Linked DNA regions of Sus scrofa: region 2 is linked to region 1. Evidence: chromatin contacts called from public Hi-C data. All regions are on one chromosome and are shown on one strand. Each heading gives the region's core, a stretch centred on a gene start, on an enhancer-like site or on the middle of the called end of the contact. The rest is flanking DNA. Distances are from core to core; before and after follow the strand shown.

The links. Hi-C and Micro-C count contacts between places; a contact is called where the count stands out from the background.
Region 2: a Hi-C map of retroperitoneal adipose tissue shows a contact between it and region 1, with 2.0 times the contacts expected there. The contact joins two enhancer-like sites. A contact is called at or near these places in 1 of 5 promoter capture datasets (liver), 11 of 47 Hi-C or Micro-C datasets (alveolar macrophages, blood, embryonic fibroblasts and 5 more) and 2 of 2 datasets of contacts at active chromatin or transcription factors (alveolar macrophages and skeletal muscle).

The regions. Positions count from the first base shown.
Region 1 is chr10:66,419,425-66,424,801 of Sscrofa11.1, forward strand. No RefSeq gene overlaps it. Among named protein-coding and RNA genes, the nearest start is that of KLF6, 66 kb to the right of the region's middle. Within about 2 kb of position 3,082, at least 14 of the 83 cell types and tissues checked have an H3K27ac peak or open chromatin away from gene starts, as enhancers often do. A contact at or near this core is called in retroperitoneal adipose tissue, where this site is marked.
Region 2 is chr10:66,464,911-66,470,287 of Sscrofa11.1, forward strand. No RefSeq gene overlaps it. Among named protein-coding and RNA genes, the nearest start is that of KLF6, 21 kb to the right of the region's middle. Within about 2 kb of position 3,066, at least 2 of the 83 cell types and tissues checked have an H3K27ac peak or open chromatin away from gene starts, as enhancers often do. A contact at or near this core is called in retroperitoneal adipose tissue, where this site is marked.

The sequences.
Region 1 (5,377 bases), core at 1,832-4,331:
TTTGATCCCCGGCCCTGCTCAGTGGGTTAAGGATTCAGCGTTGCCATGAACTGTGGTGTGGGTCGCAGAGATGGTTTGGATCCTGCATTGCTGTGGCTGTGGTGTAGGCCAGCAGCAGCAGCTCCGATTGGACCCCTAGCCTGGGAACCTTCATATGCCACAGATGCAGCCCTAAAAAGCAAAAAAAAAAAAAAAAGGCAAAGGACCTGAATAGACATTTTTCCCAAAGAAGACACACAGTAGATAATGGCCAATGGATACATGGAGAGATGCTCAAGGTCAGTAACCAGGGGAATGCAGGTCAAAACCGCAGTGTGATGCCACCTCGTACCTCTTGCGATGGCCATTATCCAAAAGACAAGAGATAACGCGTGCTGGCAGGAAGGTGGGGGAGGGAATAATGCTCTGTTCGTGGCCAGAAAACTGGTACAGCCATTTCGGAAAACAGTATGGAATTGCCTCAAAAGATCAAAACTAGGGCTACCCTATAATCCAGCAACCCCCCTCCTGGCATTTATCTGAAGGAAGTAAAATCACTATCTGGAAGAGATACGTGCAGTCTGGTGCTTGATGTGGCTTTATTCAAAATAGCCAACATTTGGACGCAACCTAAGTTCTTGTGGATGGGTAGATGGATAAAGAAAATGTGGGATAATAGCACAAAAAAGAAAGAAATCTTGCCCTTTGGGAAAACGTGGACGAACCTGGAGGACATTGTGCCGAGTGAAATAAGCCAGACGAAGAGAGACCAATACTGCACGAGTCTACCTACATGTAGAATCTAAAAAGCCAAACTCAGAGAAGCAGGGATGAGGATGGTGGGTATCAGGGGCCGTGGTGAGCGAAGTCTGGAGATGGGCCAGGGTGGAGACTTTCAGTTTTAAGAGGAGCAAATTCTGGGGATCTAATCTACAGTGTGGCGACACCCCCGAATCATACTACGTGCGCACTTGAAAGTTTCCAAGGGGGGAGATCTTATGTGTTCTCACCACACACACACACACACACACACACACACACACACTCACACACACAGCAACGATGTGAAGGCAATATGTTCATCAACTTGCTTGTGGTGATCGTGTCACAACCTACGCATGTACCAAACCACCACATGGTGCACCTTAAATATGGACAAGTTTTATTTGTCAACCATACCTCGGGGAAGCTGGAAAAAGTCAGTCATTTCTGAGAAAAACAACAAGCACAGCATATGCGTGATGAGGAAGGGGGTCTCTCTCTAATTTGTACCAAGACCCACATTGCCACTAAACCACAGACGGGTCTTGAGTGGTTGAGTGTGCATTACCGAAACGGTGAACTAGGTACTGGGGAGACACAAGTGTAATTTGCTGTTGACCTTCCAACAGGATGCCTCAGACCCAGCTATGCTTTGGTTTTTCTTCCTCTGAAGAGCTGCACGCCAATGGAGCAGATGGTGATTCGATCAGATGTCTATCCAGTGACTGCAATGCCCATGTTTAAATGAGACTTGTCAACCTTTCTACCTCTATTTCAATGACTGCGACCACGTCCTAGAATTACTCACTTTTAATTCTTAATCCAGTGGGTGAAAGTATACAGCAGGCATCCTCCTGAGCACACATGGCCTAGGTGAATCTCTGTTCCCACTGGTGGAGGAGAGGCGAGGAAGACCGCGTGGCAAGGAGGATGATGCCCACTCGGGTAGCAAGTGTTCACCCCGAACAAACCAGGCGCTGAAAGACCAGTAAATTATGTACAGGAGATCCAAGGAGACGTCTGGCCAGGCCGTGGGGATGACTAATTCTTTTTAGTAGCACATGGCCATTCTGAAGTTTCTGAGTGAGTCACATTTCCACTGTGGTTTTTCGCCATTTCCTTGTCTCACCAACTTTGAGAGTTAAACTCACATATTGAGAATTTCCTCAGAGGAAAATAAAATGATAGAGGGGTTGCATCTGCACCATAAAGGCAGAATCGCATGAGCTGCTGAAAAGATGGAACCAACCAGGAGAGGCCATAGCAAATGGAAACCCACTAAGAGAAAATGAAAGAAAAAGCCCTCAAAGACAGGCCAAAACTATATTTAAAGGCAACCCCAGTCAATCATTAAATAGCTTTTTTTCCCATTTATGGGGATTGAATAGGAACGTGAAGTTGAGTTTGGATAAGCTCTACAAATGGCAAGAAATGTTTCCATCTTTAAGCATAAAATCCAACTTTCTTTCATGGTCTTAAATGATAAAGTCATTCCCAGGCAACAAGGGCCTTGCCAGGGATGTACCTGCATATTACCTGGATGTTTGGCCCTGATGTTGGCGCTGCATGGAAGTAGCAGAATACATCTTTATAGTTTGGCTTTTCTATGTTTTCTTAAACTGGTGGGTAGAGGAAAACACAACCTCCCGGAGACCTTGAGTCTGATGGAAGGGCTCCCTCCTCCACCACCCGAGCCCCTCGCCTGCAGGGGGTCCTTTCTGTCCCACTGGTTCTCTTTCCACAGCCAATGAGACCTGCAAAGAGATGGGGCCTTGGCTCTGGTTCCCAGCACGCATCTCCAAAACCAGGCCTTTGCTTTCTTCCTCTCGACTCATAGGCTCTCTTCTTCCTTTGCTCTTTGATCCAAGCAGTGGGACTCTTTGGAAGTTTCCAGCTCTGTCTCTCTCCTGCCCTCTGAATTCTGACAGCATTTGCTGTTCGAATCACTCTGAGGCCTTCCCTTGATGCTTTGCATGTGGTCGTTTAGAGTCTCATGGGGAATCACCCACTAAACTCACTGGAGCGCTCAACAGGCCTGGACGTCATGGGGCCTGGGCTTTGGGTCCCCGTGTGTCCAGTGTTGGTTTGCTGGGGCTTCCGTAACAAAGACACGAACGACGTGTCAGACCTCTCCTGTCTCACTGTCCAGAGGCCAGAGTCCAAGGTCAAGTGCCCACAGGTTAATTTCTCCTCGAGGTTCCGAGGGAGAATCTGCTCCAGGCCTCTCTCCTGTGGCTGTGGTTTTCCTGGCAGCCTGCGGTTCCTGGGCTGGCAGACGCAGCCCCCAGTCTCTGATCTTACCGTCACGCAGTCTGCTTCCCCTGGGTGAGGCCGGGTCCTGATCCCCTTTCATAAGCACACGGGCCCCGCAAGGACCCCTTAACTTAATCCTCACTGTACAGACCCTGTCTGCACGTCAGGCCACAGCCTCAGGCCCTGGGTTGGGACGTCCACCTACAGCCCGACACTGGAGAGGCCTGGGAGGCCAGCATCCCGCTCCGTGACCGAAGCGCCCATCTCTCAGACAGAAAAACAGAGGATGAAGCTTGTTCCGATAAGACTCGGATTGTTGAACAATCCTAGCTTGTTTGCAGGTTTTGTTTGCAAGGTGGGGAAGCTTAGCCAGGTCGCTTTGTTCTCTGGCCTCAGCCCACCTCCTGGGACCACAAAAGCAGAAACAAGGCCTTTGCCCTCACATTCATCTGTCTGACTCCAAGATAAGAGGGATGTTTCTTTCTCTGTGTTCATTTTTAAATCTCACAGCTTATCTTAACAGGTCATTCCAGGGAGCCCAACCCCAGATGTGAAGTCGGGAGCATTCACTTCTACCTCTTCCGCTCCCTCAAAGTCACCACAAGGGGCAGAATAAAAGCAGAGCTTTCTTTTCCTTTTCCTTTTTTTTAGTTCCAATTTCTTTTACCTAAGAGTTAATGAGTTCACCTGGGTTTAGGGAGATTTGTAATGGATTTTCAAATCCTTGCTATTATTATTTTTATTATAATGTTGGATTATTAATACCAAGCTAAAAATGTCACTCGCTCTGCAAAATGAAGTGATAAGTACCACTTGGCTTTTAAGAGGAACATTATAGAGGCAGTCCATTAGGGAAATAATCTCAGGTTATAGCCAGCTCTCAAAAGACCTGGGAAATAAGGATTTAAAATCAAGGCACTTGCAGGCCATTATGACAACTAAATTGGTAAAACATACTAAAATCCTAGCATAATAGTGCTCCTTAGAGAATTGTGACAAATTGTATTAATATTGTATTTCCCAAAAAGTGAAAAAATTAAAGCCTCAGCTGAAGTTGCAGTGGCAACTGTCCGGTGCCGTGAAAGCCGAGGTACACAGACAGCCCCTGCCTGCACAGCTGTAAATCGTCAGGCTGGAAGGGATGTCGGGTCCTAAAAGGAGGGTCCCCTGATGGCCACTTGCTGACACTCTGAACAAGGGGCAGAAGTGCCACATCGTCACCAGGGCTCTCCTCACAGCGGCAGGAGAATGACAGCAGGCCCGCTCCCATCTGCAAAGTCGTGGGCTCCACCTGTCAGCAGCGGTCCGTGAGACGTGGGGGAAGGGAGGAAGAAGCCAGAAATCCTTGCCGGCTGGATGTGGGCGCAGAGGGAATGCAGCCCGGCCGCCGGAGGGAGGACACGCAGCTTCTTTGTCAACCCGCAGATGAGGGAGCCCCTCGTTCAGGCGAGCGCATTGACAGCAAGGCACGAGCGTGTTACAAGCGTAACACAAGATCAAATAATGGAGTTCCCACTGCGGCTCAGAGGGCTAAGAACCCAACGTAGTGTCCATGAGGATTCGGATTCCATCCCTGGTCTCGATCAGGGGGTCAAGGATCTGGCGTTGCCACAAGCTGCAGCATAGGCCTCAGCCGCAGCTCTGATTTGACCCCTAGCCTAGGAACTTCCATATGCTGAGGATGCATCCGTTAAAAAAAAAAAAAAAAAGGTAAATTGAGCGTGAGTTTTTGCACTCCCGAGAGGGTTTCCTTCTCCTGCCCAAATATGAAGCCCTGTGTGCCTGTGATCCATGCGCCTAAAGCCCAAAACGCGAGTCTCTCATTTTCACTTTAATTTTTTCATTGAGTCAAATGGCTTAAAATTTAAAAGATAGGGTGCAAAGGGATCAGGAAATCCCTCTTTGGGAAGTCGTTTTGGGTTGAATCCATGACAGAAGAGGGTCGGGCACATGACTGCAGAGTCACACTTCAACTTTCGCTTGTTTGTTTTTACCGGAAAGCGACAGTCCCCAGATGAGCCACCAGCTGCCACGAAGAACCCCCAAAGTCATTAACTCACAGACCTGGAGGCTGGGAGGACTTGAAAGCATCCGCAAGGAGCGTCCCGAACTGTTTGGAGGGAGGAACGCATCCTTGGCCTGGAATTCACATTGTCTGGAATCTTCTCAGCAAGTTTGAAGTTTCAGGCAAAAACCCATCATGCGCCAGAAACTCAGCCTTTGGCAAATGCTATCAGGCCATTCATTCGATGGATCATAAACTGGTATTTGTGTTCTCCCCTGAATTGCTGATTTTGTGGACGACTGTCTTGATCACTCACATTTAAAAAGAAATACTCTGTGGGTTTTACGTGTCCAGAGGGAAGGACATACCAAGGCCGTT
Region 2 (5,377 bases), core at 1,816-4,315, 45 kb after region 1:
TCGGCCGTCGTTCTCCAACCTTCCGCTGCACCGCCACACATGAGACCCGCAGACAAGCAGCCCTGGGCAGTGTCTGCTGCTGTCTGCAAACTGAGTTGCAGGATCGAGGGAAATATTTTCAAGGGAGGATAATGAGCGGTAGAATATATTTACCCTGCAGGTGCACGTGCTGGGAAAGGAATGCTGCCCCTCATTGTGAAGTTCGGAAGCAGGTGCAGGAAACAAGGATGAGTATTTTTTATCGCAACTGTGTTCCCGCGCCAGAGTGTAAGTGACGTGACCACAAGTGTGACCCCACGCGGGGAAGGGAAGCTCTTTCCAACTGAGACCAATGACATGTCCACCAGCCCGCGTGCGTTTCCCGAGCAGTGGAATCTTCTCCCTCGTGATCTCTTTACAGACGGGTCCCCTGGTTTCTGCGGGGGGACAGTTGCACGTCCCAAAACTTTAAGATCACAGGCACATGGGGATGGTCAGTCGTGAAGACCCCTGCGCTTTCAGCTGCAGGTTTTTGTCCGGCTGGTTGGGACTCCTTCCTGCACCGAGGTGGGGGGGACTCTCCAGGAGGGACAATGACGTCACAGCGGCCTGAGCCAGCTCATCCGCCTTCCGGTTCCGGAACTTGGCTTGGGGTCGGGACCGTGCTCAGCACAGACAGAACTGAACCCTTCTCGTGGGTCAGAAGCCCCGAGTGCATGTTCCCTTTGGCTTACTTTAGCTCTGTTTTTCTCGGGTGCTTGCCAGTAAACAGTTCTCCAGACAGACTCCCAGGCATTTGGTTCTTGAGAAGAAACATGAGAGAGAAGCACGATGTGCTGGTGAAGTCGAGCCTCTCAGGTCCCTGCCCTCCCTGGGGTCGAAGAAGGACAGAGAGCAGGCCCTCCGCGGCCTCGGCTTCAGTCCTGTAAGACTCAGGTCTAGGGCTGGACAAATCGGTGAGCCTCCAGGCCAGAGCATTCTGAAGCTGATGCGTGAGAAGACACGAAGAGCTGGAAAATCCCACTTCGATGTTTATATTCCCACCAAAAAGCAAGCCCAGGGCACCACTGGGAACCTCTCCAGAGCTAATCTGGTGGTGGTGGCGGGGGCACCCTTTCGTATGGGCAATCGGAAAAGCGCTACCCAAAACGTAACTGTGATTGGCACATAGTGCCCCCCTATCTGATATACCGGCCACTTCCATGTTCCAATGCGTTGTTCCTCTTTGGGCAAAATTCCTACGTGTTGCAGTGTCATGTCTAAGCCGGCCGACAGTAACACCAAGGATAAATGCATCACCGAACTTGAGAAGTGTGTAACAGAGTTTAACAAAGGCACCGATCCTTTTACCCTTCTGCCACCATGGGGTGGGGTCCGTGCCTCTCCTTTTGACCCTGGTGATGCGTGATGTCTCCGACCACAGCTTACGATGATCATGAGCCTGCAGGACCTCGGAAGTGCATCTGAGAAGGTCATGCACCCCAGTGTGGTTTGCTCAGAACGTCCGCCCTGGGGAGGCTGGAAGTCTAGCTCTGCAGGGCCTGCTGTCCTGGGGGGACACCTGCAACTGCTCCAGGCAGCAGCCCCGGCTGAGCTGGTGGCCAGCGTGCAACCCTGAGCCACCTGAACCTCCAGCCCGGTTGGCCCTCGGGGAACAGCAGCCCTGGCCAATGTCCAGCTGCAAGGGCATGGGGGGCCCCGTGGGAGCTCCGCACGCTGGAGCCCACCACAAATTCCTGGCCCCCAAAGTCGCCAGAAAAAGCTGCTACAGGTGAGAGTCCCCTGTGTCAGGGCAGCGGTGTTTGACCGTCTACCGTCAAACAGACGTAGACCCAGGAGCACAGCAAGGATGCTCCTTTAACTGAGGTGACTCCAGAGCCACCAGTGGGTGCCCGTGGCATCCAGCTCCCTGCATCTCTTTTAAGCAAACATGGCATTTGGGCAGAACAGGTAAAGGCAGCAGTGCTCTTCCTAGAAAGTGTCAGCGTGAGCCTGGCTTAATTCTGCAGCCACCTGTCCTGCAGCTCCAAGGTCAAAGCGACCCACGGCAGAGGTGGGTTCTCCTCTTGATCCCAACGACCAGGGCTTGGGGCTGCATCCTTTTGAAGGTGTAACAAACGAAGTCACTGAAGCCTGCCGAGCACGCTCACCGGCAGATGTTCACGAAACCCACACAGAGGTGCATTTTTCACCGCGTGATTCACACTCGAGTGAGGAAGCGTGTAAGGAAAACCAGATCCGTAGACGCTTTTAAAATAGTCCCTTTTTTCTCTGCATCTTCGCAGGGACTCAGAGGAAAACAGGAAACTCCTGTGTTCATCGGCTCTGCACGAGAAACTTGGGCAGCAAAGACCTGGCTGTGAGGAAGGTAGCAGAGGTCTCCCAGGGCGCCTCAGGCTGTACCTAAGTCACATCGGGAAATGGCCTGAGGATTCCCTTCTGCTCCAGCACCGAGAGCGTGTGACTCAGATGCTCCACAGATTAAAACTGAATATAGTGGTAGCGTTTTATTTTATTTTTATTGCTTTTTAGGGTTGTACCTGCAGCATATGGAGGTTCCCAGGCTAGGGGTCGAATCAGAGCTGCAGCTGTGACCTACACCACAGCTCATGGCAACACCAGATATTAACCCCCTGAGCGAGACCAGGGATTGACTCCGTATCTTCATGGATCCTAGTCAGGTTCATAACCCACTGAGCCACAGCAGGAGCTCCTAATGATAATGGTTTAAGTGCCCCTGTGAATCTGGCCAATGGCACCAAATTAAGCTGTGGAACTGCCCAACCACAGAAGGCAGGTGGTCCAGGTTCCCAGCGCAGAGCAGGTAGGGCCTGATGTGTCCTGAGGGCAGGAATTGTCTGGGTCAAGACGCAACGGGGTCCGTTAGGCTCCTGCTCAGGGGGGTCAACAGCCCTCAGGCCTGCGACCGGGCACTGAAAGTTACCAGCTCCATGTTTGGAGGTTTGTCTATTTCCAGTCAAGCCCTGGGTTTCTCTCACACGTAAAGGGGGAGCCATTCCACACAAGAGGGGATGCCTTTTAATTCCAACAGAGCATGTTTCTGCCCAACCCAAGGGCAGCCAGGACTGGGATGCCCCTGCATGTGGGCCCTGCCATTGTTGAAAGCCAGCGGTGAAGCCCTTATCATCGGCTATAGGCAGACTCACAGCATGTGTGCTCTGCGTCACCTCCCAGCACAGCTGGTGGCTGTGGGAAGCAGGCCTGGGCAGATGGAGACGGAGGCTCTTGGTGGAGAAGTGAGAGCCCCAGGCCAGAAAGTAAACTTGCACCTGCCCCATGACAGACTCTCAGACAGAGCTGCTCTCTTTAGTTACCCCCCCACACGCGGTCACTTCCAGGTGGTTCCCTGCCAGGCATAAAAGGGGGCAGCAGGAGAGAGAGGTCCCTGAGGGTGTTGTTTTGGTCCATGCTCTAATCCAAGATGGTGAATGGCCACTGAGAGGGACCCCAGCACGTAGGTTATGAGTGTTTATGGAACATACAGCATCTACGGGGAATACGCTGATGCCCCCCAGTCCTCCACGCAAGTCGAGAAGGAGCTGATCCAGGAGCCCAGATGGCAGGTAAGCCCGTCAGAGCTCTAGAACAGGTGTCCTGGTGAGTCCACCTTTGAGTTTCGAGTCAACCTCAAGCCCATTCTGTAAATAAACAGCTCAAACAAAACAAAACAAGAAAGGAGTTCCCGCCATGGCTCAGCAGTAACGAACCCGACTAGTATTCATGAGGATGTGTTTTTGATCCCTGGCCTCGCTCTGTGGGTTAAAGATCCGGTGTTGCCATGAGCTCAGGTGTACGTCGCAGATGCAGCTCAGGTCCTGCATTGCTGTGCCTGTGGCGCAGGCCAGCCACTAAAGCTCCGGTTCAACCCATAGCCTGGGAACCTCCATAGGCCACATGCGCCGCCCCAAAAAGCAGAAAAAAAAAAAAAAAAAGCTCAAACAGGAATCATAAATAAAAGGGAAAGAAACACTGCTGTTCTTTCCTATACTTTTAGATGTACGGGAAAGTTTATTTTAATTAATTGATGTTCACAAAGATTTTTTAAAAATTAGTGTTTATAGAAGTTCCCTGGTGACTCATCGGAGGAAGGATCCAGCCTTGTCCCTGCTGTGGCTCAGGTCGCTACTGTCGTGTGGGTTTGACCCCTGGCCCAGGAACTTCTGCATGCCATGGGCAAGGCCAAAAAAATTTTAGGTCAATAAATAAACAAAATTAATTAATGCCCACAAGTATATTTATCGTAAAGCCCAGCAATATCCGTGTTTAAGGAATCTGAGGTCACACACACTACGAGTAGAGTCCCAACCATGACAGAATTTCAGAGAGGGGTGGCTTTCTCACATTACAACCCAGCCCCACACGAATTCTGTTCAGCCCTCCCAAAGCACCGTATTATCCCGGAGGAGAATTATTGCAGGAATGAGAAGGGTTACTATGGTGATGGGGGGGGGCTGTGTCAATAAAACAAACCCAAGCCACCGATGTAGAGGAGGATGGCATTTGAAATGTCCTGATAACCATCTGCACGATGCCAGGTGACCAGCACAGGGAAGGGGCCCGTTTGCCAGCACAACCAGGAGCCAGCAGGTCATGTGTACTTTGGGATCCCAGGGGATCTGCAATTGCCACTCACTCAAAAACGCCCAGTACATATTTGCCGATGAGTCTGTGTGATAGATTTTTTCTTTTGACTCCAGGTGGGAAGAATGGCTGCATCCGTGCGGGACTCTCCTAATCACCGGTGTCATGAATACAGGACCCCTACTTTCGAAAGTATATGCTACATACCAGCTAAGAAGGTCCCAATTATTTGCCTTTGGGACTTGAATTTCAGAAATGATGATTTCTCCGTCTAGAAGAAGAACTCAAGTATTACACCTGTGACTACTGTATATTGGAAAGTCGCTTTGGGAGGGGGTCTTGGAAGTTCTCATCACACGAAAACAAAATCTGTCATGGTGGATGCTGACGGATGATAACCGGACTTAGTTGTGGCTCTCACGTTGCAGTATACACACGGATCAGCTCATTACACTGCACCTCTGAAGCCAGTACAGAGCGGAATGTTATAGGTCCATTGTATCTCAGTTTTTTTTTTAACTTTAAGAAAATAAATTGGGGGGAAACTCCAATTCTCAGGACATTTTTTTTCCACTTCTGCCTCTTTGTAGAATCGAAGAATACAAGGAAAATCTCTTTTTTTAAGCAGAGGTTTTTGTTCAGTAAGTTGTACATTTTACCAGGACAGATTCCACGAGCCACGGAGCACGCCCCCATCTGGCCTATTCCAAGCGGGAGACGCGGTTCAAGGAGAACCCGGGTGGGGGCCTGAGGAAGGTGCCTTGTCTTCAGCGGGGATGCCCTCCGGGCAGCCACT